Regions from separate parts of the Sus scrofa genome. Here region 1 is linked to region 2. The links are chromatin contacts, called in public Hi-C maps. All regions are on one chromosome and are shown on one strand. Each heading gives the region's core, a stretch centred on a gene start, on an enhancer-like site or on the middle of the called end of the contact. The rest is flanking DNA. Distances are from core to core; before and after follow the strand shown. Region 1 holds the start of COMMD2 (COMM domain-containing protein 2). Region 2 overlaps WWTR1 (WW domain-containing transcription regulator protein 1).

Region 1 (6,807 bases), core at 3,124-5,623, 170 kb before region 2:
GAGAAAAGAGAACCTGCCTCCCTGTGAGTGGGCACATAAACTGGTACAACCACTATGGAGAACAGTAGGGAGTTTCCTTTATTTATTTATTTTATTTTTAAATTTTTTTTGTCTTTTTGCCTTTTCTTGAGCCACTCCTGTGGCATATGGAGGTTCCCAGGATAGGAGTTGAATCAGAGCTACAGCCACCAACCTACGCCAGAGCCACAGCATCTCGGGATCTGAGCCATGTCTGCAACCTGCAATACAGCTCAGGGCAGCGCTGGATCCTTAACCTACTGAACGAGGCCAGGGATCGAACCCACAACCTCATGGTTCCTAGTTGGATTCGTTAACCACTGCGCCACGACAGGAACTCTGGGAGGTTCCTTTAAAAGGCTAAAAATAGAACTACCAAAGGGTATCTATCTGGAGAAAATCTAGCAATGGGTATCCATCTGGAGAAAATCATAGTTCAAAAAGATACATGCACCCCAATGTACACTGCAGCACTACTGACAACAGCCATGACATGGAAGCAACCTAAATGTCCATCAACAGAGGAATGGATAAAGATGTGGTACATATATACAATGGAGTATTACTCAGCCATAAAAAATGAAATAATGCCATTTGCAGCAACATGGAGGTGGACCTAGAGATTATTATACGAAGTGAAGTAAGTCAAACAAAGACAAATATCATATGATATCACTTTTATGAGGAATATAATTTTTAAAAATGATACAAATGGGAGTTCCTGTTGTGGTGCAGTGGTTAACAAATCTGACTAGGAACCATGACGTTGCGGGTTCAATCCCTGGCCTTGCTCAGTGGGTTAAGGATCTGGTGTTGCTGTGAGCTGTGGTGTAGTTTGCAGACACAGCTCGGATCCCGTGTTGTTGTGGCTCTGGCGTAGGCCGGCGGCTACAGTTCCAATTACACCCCTAGGAACCTCTATATGCCGCGGGTGCGGCCCTAAAAGACAAAAGACAAAAAAAAAAAAAAAAATGACACAAATGAACTTATTTACAAAATAGAAACAGACTCACAGATTTCAAAATAAACTTGTGGTTACCAAAGGGGAAATGTGGTGGGGAAGGGATAAATGAGGAATTTGGGATTAACATAGACACACTATTATATATAAAATAGATAACCAACAAGGACATATTGTATAGCACAGGGAAATCTATTTAATATGCTGTAATAACTTACATGAGAAAGGAATCTGAAAAAGAAAGGAATATGTATAACTGATTCACTTTCTGTACACCTGAAACTAACACATTATAAATCAACTGTTCTTCAATAAAAATTTTAAAAATACCTCTAGGTTTCTCATTTGATATTATGGATTAGGGCACTTAGAAGTTTAATACAAAAGAAAATACAAAGATGATGCTAGAGAGATGTTGTAAGGCAGCATGTATATAGGTATTAATTCACTGTAGGGACAGTAAGGGGATAGTGACTGGAAGAGGGCCCAGCGAGATTCTGGGGAATTGGTAACATTCTCTTTCTTGATCTGGGTTAATAGGTGTGTTAAATTTGAGAAAATTCAATAAGGAATATTTTTTAAAATGTGCACCCTTTTGTCTGTATGCATTTTCTCTTCAAATTGAAAAAGTTAACAAATAATGAAAAAAAAATCACAGGAGCTAATTCATGCATTTGGTGCCAGCCTCAGACTCATGAGAAGGCAGTTCATGTGAGTGATGGGTGGTACAATACCCTTGACAGTAGACTGAATTGAACTGTGATTCCTAGCAGGGAATGATACTATTTCACTTATCATTAAAACACAACCAAGGAAATGCCTGGTGCAAAGATTCTGGGGCTAGAATGCCTAAGAAGGAGAAAGAAATATGGGGCATTATGAGGGAAAAGAAAGGTGGATGAGGTAGAGGATGATAAGAAAAGAACATGAGAGGACAACTGATATCAAGCCTTGTTCCCTGTCAGAAACAACTGAAAGTATGCAAAGTATTTATTCTTTACCATATTACCCCAAGTAAGATAGCATTCAGTAACATTAAAGTCTTATTTTCTTATATTATTAAACAGTTGTAAAGCATTATTATCAACATAGACAGGATACCAAGAGACATTTATTCTGAGCCTGAATCTTATTGAAATCAAAGTTAATTGTCATCTTCTCTTTGCTCCAGGTCATATGTAAATCACTTAGGTATTACCACTCATCACACTGTACTGAAATTACTTGACTGTTTCCTTCACTTTACTCTCATCTCCTAGAGGGCAAAGACCTTGTTTTATTCATCTTCAAATTGACAAGGCATAGCATATGCTTAAGCCTCTGATTAATTGCTCTATAAATATTTGTTTAAGTAAATGAATAGATTTTAGGATGATTGTGCACACAGAATTCTCAATGACTTGTGCATACAAAATCTGCTCCTATAAAATATAAATGTTTCAGTTTACAAATCATTAATTTGCTTCATCAAAATCAATTTCTTAATATAATTTTATTAATTCATCTGAGCATCATAGCAGCCCTGCATGGCACAGAAAGACAGTCATCATTAAAAAACCCATTTTACATATGAAGAGGCTAAATTTATAACATATAAAAACAACTTATCAGAGGCCCTCTAGGTAGTCAGTGTCAGAGCCAGATTTGGAATATATACTTTCAATTTTTTACTCAGGTAATTACCTCTGAACAACTACATGACACCTGGTAATGGAAAATCACTCTATACCTTATCCTAGGGATATGTAGAGGGGCTGATTTCCCCTAGCTATAACTTGAATTTCTGACTACTGTCCTTGACCAACCCATTCTGTTAATCCTTATTTCCTACCTTCATTCTCCCCTCATCACTCCCAATTCAGTCCTTGAAATCACAGGGAAGAAATGCTATATCATATTGGCATAATATTATACCCATTTGTAGACTCAATTCAGCATTCCTTATTCCCCATACAATGGGAATTTTCTCAATGCACAAACAAAACCTTCTTCAGAAAATGCCATTTTTGGAGTTCCCGTCATGGCTCAGTGGTTAACGAATCCAACTAGGAACCATGAGGTTGCGGGTTCGATTCCTGGCCTTGCTCAGTGGGTTAAGGATCCGGTGTTGCCGTGAGCTGTGGTGTGGGTTGCAGGATCGGCTCAGATCTGGTATTGCTGTGGCTGTAGCGTAGGCTGGAGGCTACAGCTCCGATTGGACTCCTAGCCTGGGAACCTTCATATGCCTCAGGTGCGCCCGTAGAAAAGACAAAAAGTCAAAAAAAAAAAAAAAAGCCATTTTTGCTTATCTGCAACTTATAGTCTAAGTAAAAATTGTGCTCTCTCTGCAAATGCTCTTCAAGACCTAACAAGATTAAGGACCTGCCTTTCTATACCCCAGTGGAGGAGACAATTTCAGTTTCAGTCAGATGTGAGGGATGAGGTAGACACAGAGAGCAGAGCTAAAAAAAAAAAAAAAAAAAAAAAAAAAACTCTTCCAACGTTCACTTCTGCTCAGGAGACTTGAAGTATAGAAAGCTGTCTCAATCCTTAGATATAACCACAGATGTGAAGTCTCTCTTTTCCCCTACCCTTTCCGCCATCAAGAGGGTGATATTTGAAGAGTCACATTCCTATCGATGAGCAATTCTGTAGTGTAGTTTCTTATATTTAAAACCACAGCAGATGGGAAGAGTGAGTTGGGAAAGGAACTGAATTCTCACACTATCCTCAACACATGACATTAAAGAGAAGCATAGTCATTGGCCTACTTTCTTCCTCATCTTTATCAAGTTCTGATACAAACCTGTTACAAACCTTCAGCTTTCAGCCTGCTGTGTAGAATGATGAATTTTGGAGCATGTGATCAAGGGATCTGACCTTCTTTCAGCTCTGTCACTGGCTTATAACGTAATCTTTGGAGCTTCGATTCTTCATCTGAACAAATGATATCCCACGCTGTAAAAACGATCCACCTGTACAAACAATGCCATGGCTACTGAGCGCATTAAATGAGATAGATCAATATAACATACACAAAAACTCCGTGGAAACTAATAACTCTATAAAAGTTACTTTCAGTTGCTTGGCCTGTCTCGCAGTTTCCTTTTCATCTAAAGGGAACAATAATGGTACTTACCTCATAAGGTTCTTGGGAACTCTAAATAAGTTAATATATGTAAAGAACATTTCCTGACATAGTACTTAATGTTAGCGATTGACCTTATTAATGTAAGCGCCACAAGGGGGCGTGTCGAATTTTAAACTTCTCTTCATCCTCCACAGAGCCTAGCATCCTGCGCCCAGCAGAGGACCTCTCATTTGAGAACAGAAGAACCCTCTGATCCCAGTATGCACCGCGGCAGAAGTTTGCGAGTAGGACTGCCGAAAGCCGGAACTCAAAGCTCGGGGACGCTGAGGCGCCGGAGTCTCTTTACGTTTGGACAGAAGGCCCGGAAGTGGCGAGGGCGGGGATAGTGCTGCGGGTTGAAATCCGCATACCGGTGAAGATGCTGCTTGACCTGTCCGAGGAACATAAGGAGCATCTTGCCTTCCTGCCGCAAGTGGACAGCGCAGGTCAAGGGCGAGGCGGCAGAGGGTGGTGCTCTGCGCTTTGGGGAGGGGATCGGTGTCGTGGGGCGGGGGGAACCTCACGGTCTCCTGGCTTCCGTTGCAGTGGTCGCCGAGTTTGGGCGAATTGCGGTGGAGTTCCTGAGGCGAGGCTCGAACCCCAAGATCTACGAAGGCGCTGCGAGTAAGAAAGGGAAAGGTGCAACCTTGCAAACTGCGCGGGGAAGTGCGGGCCGTTTTCTGTTGCCCTGGAGACGAAAGGATTATTGAGAATCTAAGGGTTTATTCCCGTTGTAGCAGAATAAAACAGAAAGGCTCTTCCGTTAGGGCGCAAATCCTGCCGGTCCTCTAAGTATTGTTTTTTAAAGCTTGTATTAAGTCGATTTCATCAGGTGTAAATAGACATACCATCTGCCAGAGTTACCGTTGCTTAAACGCACCCAAGTGTGTGGAATCGATGGGTGAACCATAAATATGCAAGTGTTTAGTTATTATTAGGTTTTTTAAATTTTTTACTAAAGTATAATTGATTTACAATGTTACGTCAACCTCTGCTGTACAGCAAAGTGACCCAATTATGTATTTTCTTTTTCTCATGTTTTCTTCCATCATGTTCTAGCACAAGTGATTGGATATAGTTCTCTGTGCTGTGTGGCAGGACCTCATTGCTTATCCATTCTAAGTGTAATAATTTGCATCTGCTAACCACAAACTCCTGCTCCATCCCATTCCCTCCATTCCCACCCGTGGCAATCACAAGTCTATTCTCCATGTCTGTGAGTCTGTTTTTGTTCGTAGGTAGGTTCATCTGTACCATATTTTAGCTTCCACATATAAGGGATATCACATAGTATTTGTCTTTCACTTTTTGACTTAGTATAAGAATCTCTAATTGCATCCATGTTGCTACAAATGGCATTATTTCATTCTTTTTTATGACTGAGTAGTATTTCATTGTGTGTATGTCACACATCTTCCTAATCCATTCATCTGTCGATGGACATTTAGGTTGATTCCATGTCTTGGATATTGTGAATTGTGCTGCTATGAACATAGGGGTGCATTATCTTTTTTAATTATAGTTTTTCAGGATATATACCCAGGAGTGGGTTATTATTAATTGTTCAAACATCTGCTTTTGCTGAAGTATTCCTTCCTGCCTCCCCCTACCCCGCACCCAGAGGAAGGGTGGTTTCTGACATTGTCCCTTCTGCCAGGCTTGAAGTAGCTGTGCACTCAAGAGAAGGACTATGCGCCTGGTATTGTCTTCACAGGTTTGCATTTTGTAAAGAAAGTTATGTGGTGGGAAATACAGAAGGCATTTGACTGGGAGTGGAGAATGAACAGCCTCCTAAATGAACAGGAGGCTGTTACTAACTCATATTTTACTGCAGTCTTTGAAAACATGGAATAACAGATAATATTTATTCTTAAGAGTTTGAATAAACGAGTAAATGCCACATATTTTACTTGCTCACTTTTCCTGTTTTTCAGGAAAACTTGGTGTGAGTAGTGACACTGTACAGCATGGTGTGGAAGGATTAATATACCTCCTCACTGAAAGCTCAAAGCTCATGGTAAGGGATTCTATGGACTGTTTTGTATTACCTAGATCTTAAGAAGGCTCAGTGTACCTTTTTTTTTTTTTTTTGTCTTTTTGCCTTTTCTAGGGCCACTCCCGTGGCATATGGAGGTTTCCAGGCTAGGGCTCTAATTAGAGCTGTAGCTGCTGGCCTACACCACAGCCACAGCAATGTGGGATCCGACTGCATCTTCAACCTACACCACAGCACACGGCAACGCTGGATCCTTAACCCACTGAGCAAGGCCAGGGATGGAACCCACAACCTCGTGATTCCTCGACGGGAACTCCAGACTCAGTGTACTTTACATCTGTCCTGGCAGGATCTACCTATTTCAGTAAGGTTACTGGTTTATAATTGATTTAGTGAAGTTATACCTAAACAATCTGACTATAAGTTGATCTGCTGGTATGAAAACCTTTTGTTAGTATAAATTAGAATTGCCTCTAATTTTGCATGCTATTAACCATATACTATAGTATATATCCTAAGATGAGGGAGAATAAAATGATTTAATTTTTTGTATATTATCAGTTTCTGGCTTGTTGGAGAATAGGAGAGAAAACTGGGCATTTTAGCAATTCTGTTTATACTTTAATAAAGTATTTTTCCCATTTTTTAAAAAGTATTACCTTCCCCTTCCTTATTACTAGCTTAGGGATCTTGTACCAGTCTTTATTTCTACATGTTCTTAAT
Region 2 (7,194 bases), core at 3,992-6,491:
ATTGAACTATAATTGATTTACAATTTTCTTTTCTTTTTTTTTTTTTTTTTTTTTTTTGTCTTTTGTCTTTTTAGGGCCGCATCCATGTTGCATATGGAGGTTCCCAGGCTAGGGGTCTAATTGGAGCTGTAGCCACCGCCTACACCAGAGCCACAGCAACACAGGATCCGAGCCGCATCCTCGACCTACACCACAGCTCACGGCAATGCTGAATTCTTAACCCACTGACCGAAGCCAGGGATCGAACCCGAAACCTCATGGTTACTAGTTGGGTTTGTTAACCACTGAGCCACAACAGGAACTCCTGATTTACAATGTTGTGCCAATTTCTGCCATACAGTTTCTTTTAACCATTTAATTTTCATTAAAAATTCTAAAAGCTGATGATTAAAGTATTAATGTTAATCTATTATCGGAGTTCCCATCGTGGCTCAGTGGAAGACTAGTATCCATGAGGATGCAGGTTCAATGCCTGGCCTCGCTCAGTGGGTTAAGAATCCGGTGTTTCCGTGAGCTGTGGTGTAGGTCACAGACTTGGCTTCAATTCAATCCCTAGCCTGGAAAATTCCATATGCCACAGGTGTGGCCCTAAAAAGAAACACACACACAAAAACGTTTATAATTGATTATAATTAGAAAAGATCTGTCATGGACCTGGTTAACAAAAGTCACTTTTTCAAAAGTGTGTTCAAAGAGTAAGTCTTCTGATCCCCACTCCTCAGCCTGATGTTGCCTGGGGTCAGCCAGTGTTTCCGGTCATGTGTATGTTTCTTCACATAAATACTGGTGCATTATACCCACTCTTCTGCACCTTGCTTTTTCCACTTCTATATCTGTACACACAGAGCTGCCTCATTCTTTTAAAAGAAATTGCCTAATAATCCAACATGTTGATATGCTATAATTATTGAACTAGCCTCCACCTCAGTGGGTATTTGGGTTTGGTGTGTTGCTAATGCAGTCAGTATTGGAGTGAATATTGTTGTTTATGTTCTCATGTAATTTCCCTAGTTTTTGAAAATTGTGCGATAAATATGAAGTGGACTGAATTAAAAGGACTTTGAATGTAAATGTTAAAAACTGAAGGCACATGTGAGGCTGCCCCCCCACCCCCACCCCACCCCCACTAAAAGCCCAGTTGCTGCTTAAGTTTATTTTGTATTCTGAATGTCTGAAACAAGTTACCTGTGTTTGAATAAAATACCTTACCTTCCAGATTTCTAATAAGTCGGGGCAATAAATTTCTCAAGACACACATTCTGGGGGGTTTCCAGTAATATTTGAGTATTTGCCTGTTACAAAGTGCGTTGTTAGCCTCTCAAGAATCACAGATGTGTCCCAAGGATAGAAATATAATGGGGAATGCAAAGTAAGCTCCCAAGATCAGAAATAATTTAGAGAGTCACGATATGGTCCTAATAATAAATGATTTACTCAGAATATTTTATTTCAAGCTGTAGCTCTCCCTGCAGTTTATACTCTTTATTATCAGTCTTTAAAAATAGAAAGAACAGATCCTCCTACTTTTTCTTTTTTAAGGTTTAGTATGTGGTATTTTATTTTCATTATTTTGGAAATAAGAGATATACATCTGTGGATTTATATTGTGCTTATGTCATATACATTAACATATGTAAACATATATATACATATAAAGTTAATATTTTGAATATGATACAAAATTTTCTTTTTTTTCTTTTTCTTTTTTGGCCACCCCCCGGTGGCATATGGAGTTCCTGGGCCAGGGATCAGATCTGAGCCAAAGTTGCAACCTAAGCCACAGCTGCTGCAACAGCAGATCTTAACCCACTGTGCCCGGCCAGGGATCGAGTCTGCTTCCCAGTGCTCCGAAGACGTTGCTGATCCCACAGTGGGAACTCCATGACTCAAAATTTATATGTCTGTTTTACATCACTGCAATTTGTTTTTCTTGCAAAGAAAGAGTTGATCCTTCTTCTCCTTCCCCTCTTTAAATCTAGAATTTTGGTCTTTTCAATGGAATATATCTGATAGGTAAGTGAACTTAAATGATGAGTCCTCTTCACTGATAGGTCTTTATGTACATATGAAAATGATGTCAAAATACAGTGAACATTACTGTCAGGTGATGGAATTAGTACCTTTTATAAGCTAGAGCTGTTGTATAAGCAGTGGCATAGCAATATATCTTCTTATATTTTGATTCTACATTTTTCTGTAGGTTAGAGACAGGGACTTGGGAGTTAGACTGTCAGAATTTGTATCTTGGCTCTGCTAATTGGTGACCCCGCTAAATTATGTAATTATGTCTCAGTTTCCATAGCTGTAAAGTGGGATTATTTTTATGGTGTGAGGAGGTTGTATGAGTTTATAAGTAAAGTGTGTAGATCTCTTCTTGGTACATAATGAACCATGTGGAAAGAAAAGTTTTATTTTATATTTTATTTAATTATAGAATGTTAGATTTGAAGACAGTTTTATCATTCATCATAAAAGCTCTCAACAACAAACAAAGGAGATTTATCTTAGGCTGGTCAGAGTGCAAATTGCTTTAAATTAGGAATATGAGGAGTTCTCGTTGTGGGTCAGCGGAAGTGAATCTGACCAGTATCCATGAGGATGCAGGTTCAATCCCCGGCCTCACTCAGTTGGTTCAGGATCCAGCATTGCTGTGAAGCTGTGGTATAGGTCGTAGACTTGGCTAGGATCTGGCGTTGCTGTCACTGTGGTGTAGGCTGACAGCTGCATCTCCAATTGGACCCCTAGCCTGGGAATCTCCATATGCTGGGGGTGCGGCCCAAAAAAGAAAAGAAAAATTAATTAGGAACTTAGTTTTTTACTTTCAATGAGGATAGCACCCCCTGGTGGAGATGTTTTAGTCCCCCACCCCTTCCCTCAGATACTTCTTGTCAGTGGATATCTTATTTTTTTCAGTAGCTCTTTTCCTGAAATGTGGGCTGTAAGTCATATTATATTTTAATTGGGAGAGAAGAGACCCATCACTTAAAGGCATCCTGGAGTGAGTGACTTTGTGAAGGTCTCTTTGTGAGTGATCTTGCGAGCATATTTTTGTCAGGCTGCTCAGAATCTAGTGAAAAGGCACCTGTCTCTCAGTAGGACAGTAGATTTGTTGTGTCTAAACTCTCTTTTCAGATTCTGAAGTGAAATGAAATAGCCTCTGGAGGGATTATTTCAAATAGCCATCTCAAGCTTGGTCTAATTTTGTTTATTTATTTTTATTTTTATTTGTTTTTTGCTTTTTAGGGCCACACAGGTGGCATGTGGAGGTTCCCAGGCTAAGGGTCAATTTGGAGCTACAGCTGCTGGCCTACACTACAGCCACAACAATGTGGGATCTGAGCCGCATCTGTGACCTAGCTTATGGCAATGCTGGGTCCTTAACCCACTGAGCAAGGCCAGGGATCGAACCTGCAACCTCATGGTTCCTAGTTGGATTTGTTTCTGCTGCTCCACAACAGGAGATTGGTCTAATTTTTAACTGAGATCTTTGTTTTTGTATTTACCAAATGAGGTTGTCTTTCGGGTTTTATCCAATTCAATTCTGTCTGAGCAAATTGGTCACCTTTGAGTCTGAGTCCCTAGCGATACACAGTGAATGGAAGGGGAGAGGAAGGTCTTGGAGAACTTTGGATAGTGCAGAGGAGAGCTTACTGGGTGGAATTCTATACCTATGAAAGTTGATATTTTTTCATAATACTACTACTCAGAGTCTCATGTCTTTTAAGTGGGTTGTTGGTATGACTAATTACTATTTAAAGCCACTACAGGGGAGTTCCTGTTGTGGCTTGGCAGAAACGAATCTGACTTGTATCCATGAGGACATGGATTTGATCCCTGGCCTTGCTCAGTGGGTTAAGGATCCAGCATTGCCATAAGCTGTGGTGTAGGTAGCAGACACAGCTCAGATCCCAAGTTGCTATGGCTTGGTGGAAGCTGGCAGCTGCAGCTCCGATTTGAACCCTAGCCTGGGAACCTCCATATGCTGCAGATGTGGCCCTAAAAAAGACGGAAAAAAAAAAAAGCCACTAAATTTTTTTGGAGGAGTGGGAAAAAAATGAAACAAACAAACAAACAAAAGGATTCTGAGTTCCCTGGTGGCACAACCAGTTAATGATGCAGTGTTGTTACTGCTGTGGTGAGGGTTCATCCCCTGGTCTGGAAATTTATGCATGCTGTGGGCACAGCCCAAAAGAAAAAAAGGACTCTACACAGGCATATTATAGTGTATAAAACAATGGGCTTGGGGAAAATGGAACCTGCTAAGGAAATCAGTTAGGTTGTTAGGGTGGTGATGGGGGTGGGTTGGAGAGTCGGAACCTTTTTGGTTAATGGGAAGCCTTGGAGTCAAAACAGTTTCTCTTGGGCTTAACATGGGTCTCATTTTCCTTATTTGTAGTAGGTGATGATGATAGTCTTTCCCCCATGAAATTTGTTTTGAGTAGTTAGGTAGTCCATGCCTTGGTACCTGGCATAGAGAAAGCCCCCAAAGAAATGGATTTTTATAACTATTATAATTAGTTGGTAGCTTGGTTTTTCCTCACTTTTCTGGTCCCTGTGTGGTGGGAGGAAGAGCCTGTGGTGTGTGCCATTAGGAAGCCGTCCTCCTCCTCCTCCCTCAGGAAAACCCAGCCTCGCATCCTGCAACTGTGATCTTTCCGACGTTTGCTTACATGTTGCAAAAATCACCTTTAACCCCAGCTAGCAAGCACAGTGAGTTTGGGCAGAGAAGGTTCACTTAGAAACTTCTCCCTCTGCAAGCATGACAACATCAAAGTGTTCCCATTTCTCAGCACAACAGTACTGACCTTGTGCAATAACTTCACATCTCTCCAGAAGTTCCCGTCGTAGCTCAGTGGTAATGAACCTGACGGGTATCCATGAGGATGTGGGTTCCATCCCTGGCCTTGCTCAGTGGGTGAGGGATCCTGCATTGCTGTGAGCTGTGGTATAGGTTGAAGACGCAGCTTGGATCTGGCATTGCTGTGGTTGTGGCATAGACTGGCAGCTAAAGCTGACTTGACCCCTAGCTTGGGAACCCCTAGTGCTGTGGGTGTGGCCCTAAAAAGACAAAAAACAAACAAACAAGCAAACAAAAGCAAAACAAAACCTCTCCATATTTTAAAATGTTTTCAACCAGAGAAAGTAACAATTTTGCCTTTTCAGTGATAATCCTGGCGATCATAAACCATGGTGTGCTGGGCCCTGTCACACATTAACGGGCCTCTTTGTTGGAACAAGGTCCCAACCTGGGGTGCCAGTCTCCTCCCAGACAGGACAGGAAAAATAAAGACTGTGTAACAACTTCACCAGACTGCCAGCCCTAGCCAGTTTAGAAACTTCTGGTAAAGTGCAGCCAGAGTGTATTTTTAATGCTATAGGAATTTTTAAAATATCACACACTCACACACACACTCCCCCTTTGAAGATGTGCCATCCACCAAGCCAGAGTCTCTCCTCCGGGTCTGTCTTGATCTGTATTTCAAATTATAAGCACATGTGTGGTTGTCTTGCTGTCTTTTTTTCTTTTTCTTTTTTACAGGGTATGCTTTTCAAGACAAGATGGAAAAATCTTGTCTTTGCTCAGTTTGCAAAGTTGGCTCATTCATCCCTCTAGGAAGTGTACAAAGACACTTGAAGACATTTTATCAAAAGCAAATAAAATAGCTAAGGGACACCTCAGCCGGGTGTTGTTGGAAGCCTGTAGAAAGGTATCCTGAAAGTTTGCTGAAAGTCAGATTTATATGTAGGCCATCTTAATATTTCCTTTTCCCAGTAGTTTTTTTTCTGATAAAATTTATGTGGTGAGTTTGTGGCAGACACATCTGGCTACCGTGATTTTTCCAGCTCCAATGGTCTCACTGCTTTTTGAACTTTGTGGTTTCTGCAGCATAAATTAGCCTAACACACACAAGCACATACACACAGAAACCCAGAGACAAACTGTAAAACCTCCACTTAAGGGGCAGGGTGGGAGTGATGGGTAGGATTGCTGTAGTGGAAAATGGTTCTTTATGGAAAAAAAGGAAGACTGGTGGGCACAGGCAAAAGGGGGTGTTCTAGATTAAAAATTTTTTTTTTCTTGATTAAAAAAAGAGAGAACAGGGAGTTCCTCTTGTGGCTCAGTGGGTTAAGAACCCGACATAGTGTCTATGAGGATACGGGTTTGATCCTGGCCTCGTTCAGTGGGTTAGGGATCTGGCTCTGGTGTTAACATAAGCAGCCATGTAGAATAAATGTATTGAGCAAATCAATTATGTATTTTTAGATATTGATAGTGATTATAGTAAGACTTTTGAATTGGAGGTGGTCCCCTTAATTTTCTCTGTAATATGGTGATATTAGTTTTATAATAGCCAAAAGGGGCAAAAAAGGAGAACCATTGGTGTCTTGAGCTTTCTTTATGGTGGGAGAGGAGGGTGGGGTGTTGGGAAGAAGGCTCCAGGCCCTGTGCAGTGTAGACAAAGCCATGAATTGTCAAGCTTCTGCAGCTGACCCAGTCTGCCTTGGCAAACAAGTCATTTTCTAGTCTCTAAGATCAGTGTTTCTTCAAGTGGGGGTCCATGCCTAGCACAGGGTGGATCCATTTGACCATTTGTTAACCATACATCTTCCAAGTCTAGTAGCCTAATTGCTCCTGAAAGAATGGTCAAGGGCAGCTACTGGGAGGAATGTTGCCTGGACCCCAACCCTGGGGAATTCTGCCTCAGACCCTGTAGGGGGCCTGGGAACGAGCACCGTTTTCAAAGGCTCAGATGGCTGTGGTCATCTGTCGGGTATGGGAACGCCACAGAACTGTGCTTTAGCACCGTGATTGGAGAACGCCATCATGATCACTGGCAGTAACCCACTCAGAAATCCAGCCTTTAACTTGAGTGACCTGAAAAGAAGTGGCCAAGGAGTGAGGCTTCTGTAGGCCCGAACCCCTGAAAAATTCTGGAGGGGGGCCTCTTATCCCAAATAAGTGCAGAGCCTCTTCGGAAAGAGGTAAAGGCCAGGTCACGGTTTTCCTTAGTTCCTTCTTTGTGTGCATGACTTTCATGTACTAATTTATTTCTAATGATGTCTAATCTCTTCACCAAGCTTTGGGCCTCTGTTGAGAGTTTTAAAAGTAATTTGGACAGTTTCAGTACTCTCGGTGGGCTGACTTCCAGTAGTTTGCCCCCAGAAACGTCCTTGCTGTGCAGAATTGCACCC

The links. A called contact is a pair of places that touch in the nucleus more often than the background predicts.
Region 1: a contact with region 2 is called in a Hi-C map of liver, with 9 times the contacts expected there. The contact joins the promoter of COMMD2 here to the enhancer-like site in region 2. A contact is called at or near these places in 5 of 47 Hi-C or Micro-C datasets (embryonic fibroblasts, fibroblasts, liver and 1 more).

What each region holds. Positions count from the first base shown.
Region 1 is chr13:89,967,150-89,973,956 of Sscrofa11.1, reverse strand. It overlaps COMMD2 (COMM domain-containing protein 2), which reads left to right and starts at 4,373. Exons shown (of 5, transcript XM_003132482.5): 1 at 4,373-4,534; 2 at 4,635-4,712; 3 at 6,023-6,105. The coding sequence starts at 4,468. It overlaps LOC102162381 (a long non-coding RNA gene), which reads right to left and starts at 4,296. Exons shown (of 3, transcript XR_001299763.2): 1 at 4,098-4,296; 2 at 3,765-3,933.
Region 2 is chr13:89,793,573-89,800,766 of Sscrofa11.1, reverse strand. The region is part of intron 4 of WWTR1 (WW domain-containing transcription regulator protein 1); the gene reads left to right. Among named protein-coding and RNA genes, the nearest start is that of WWTR1, 92 kb to the left of the region's middle. Within about 2 kb of position 5,241, at least 5 of the 83 cell types and tissues checked have an H3K27ac peak or open chromatin away from gene starts, as enhancers often do. A contact at or near this core is called in liver, where this site is marked.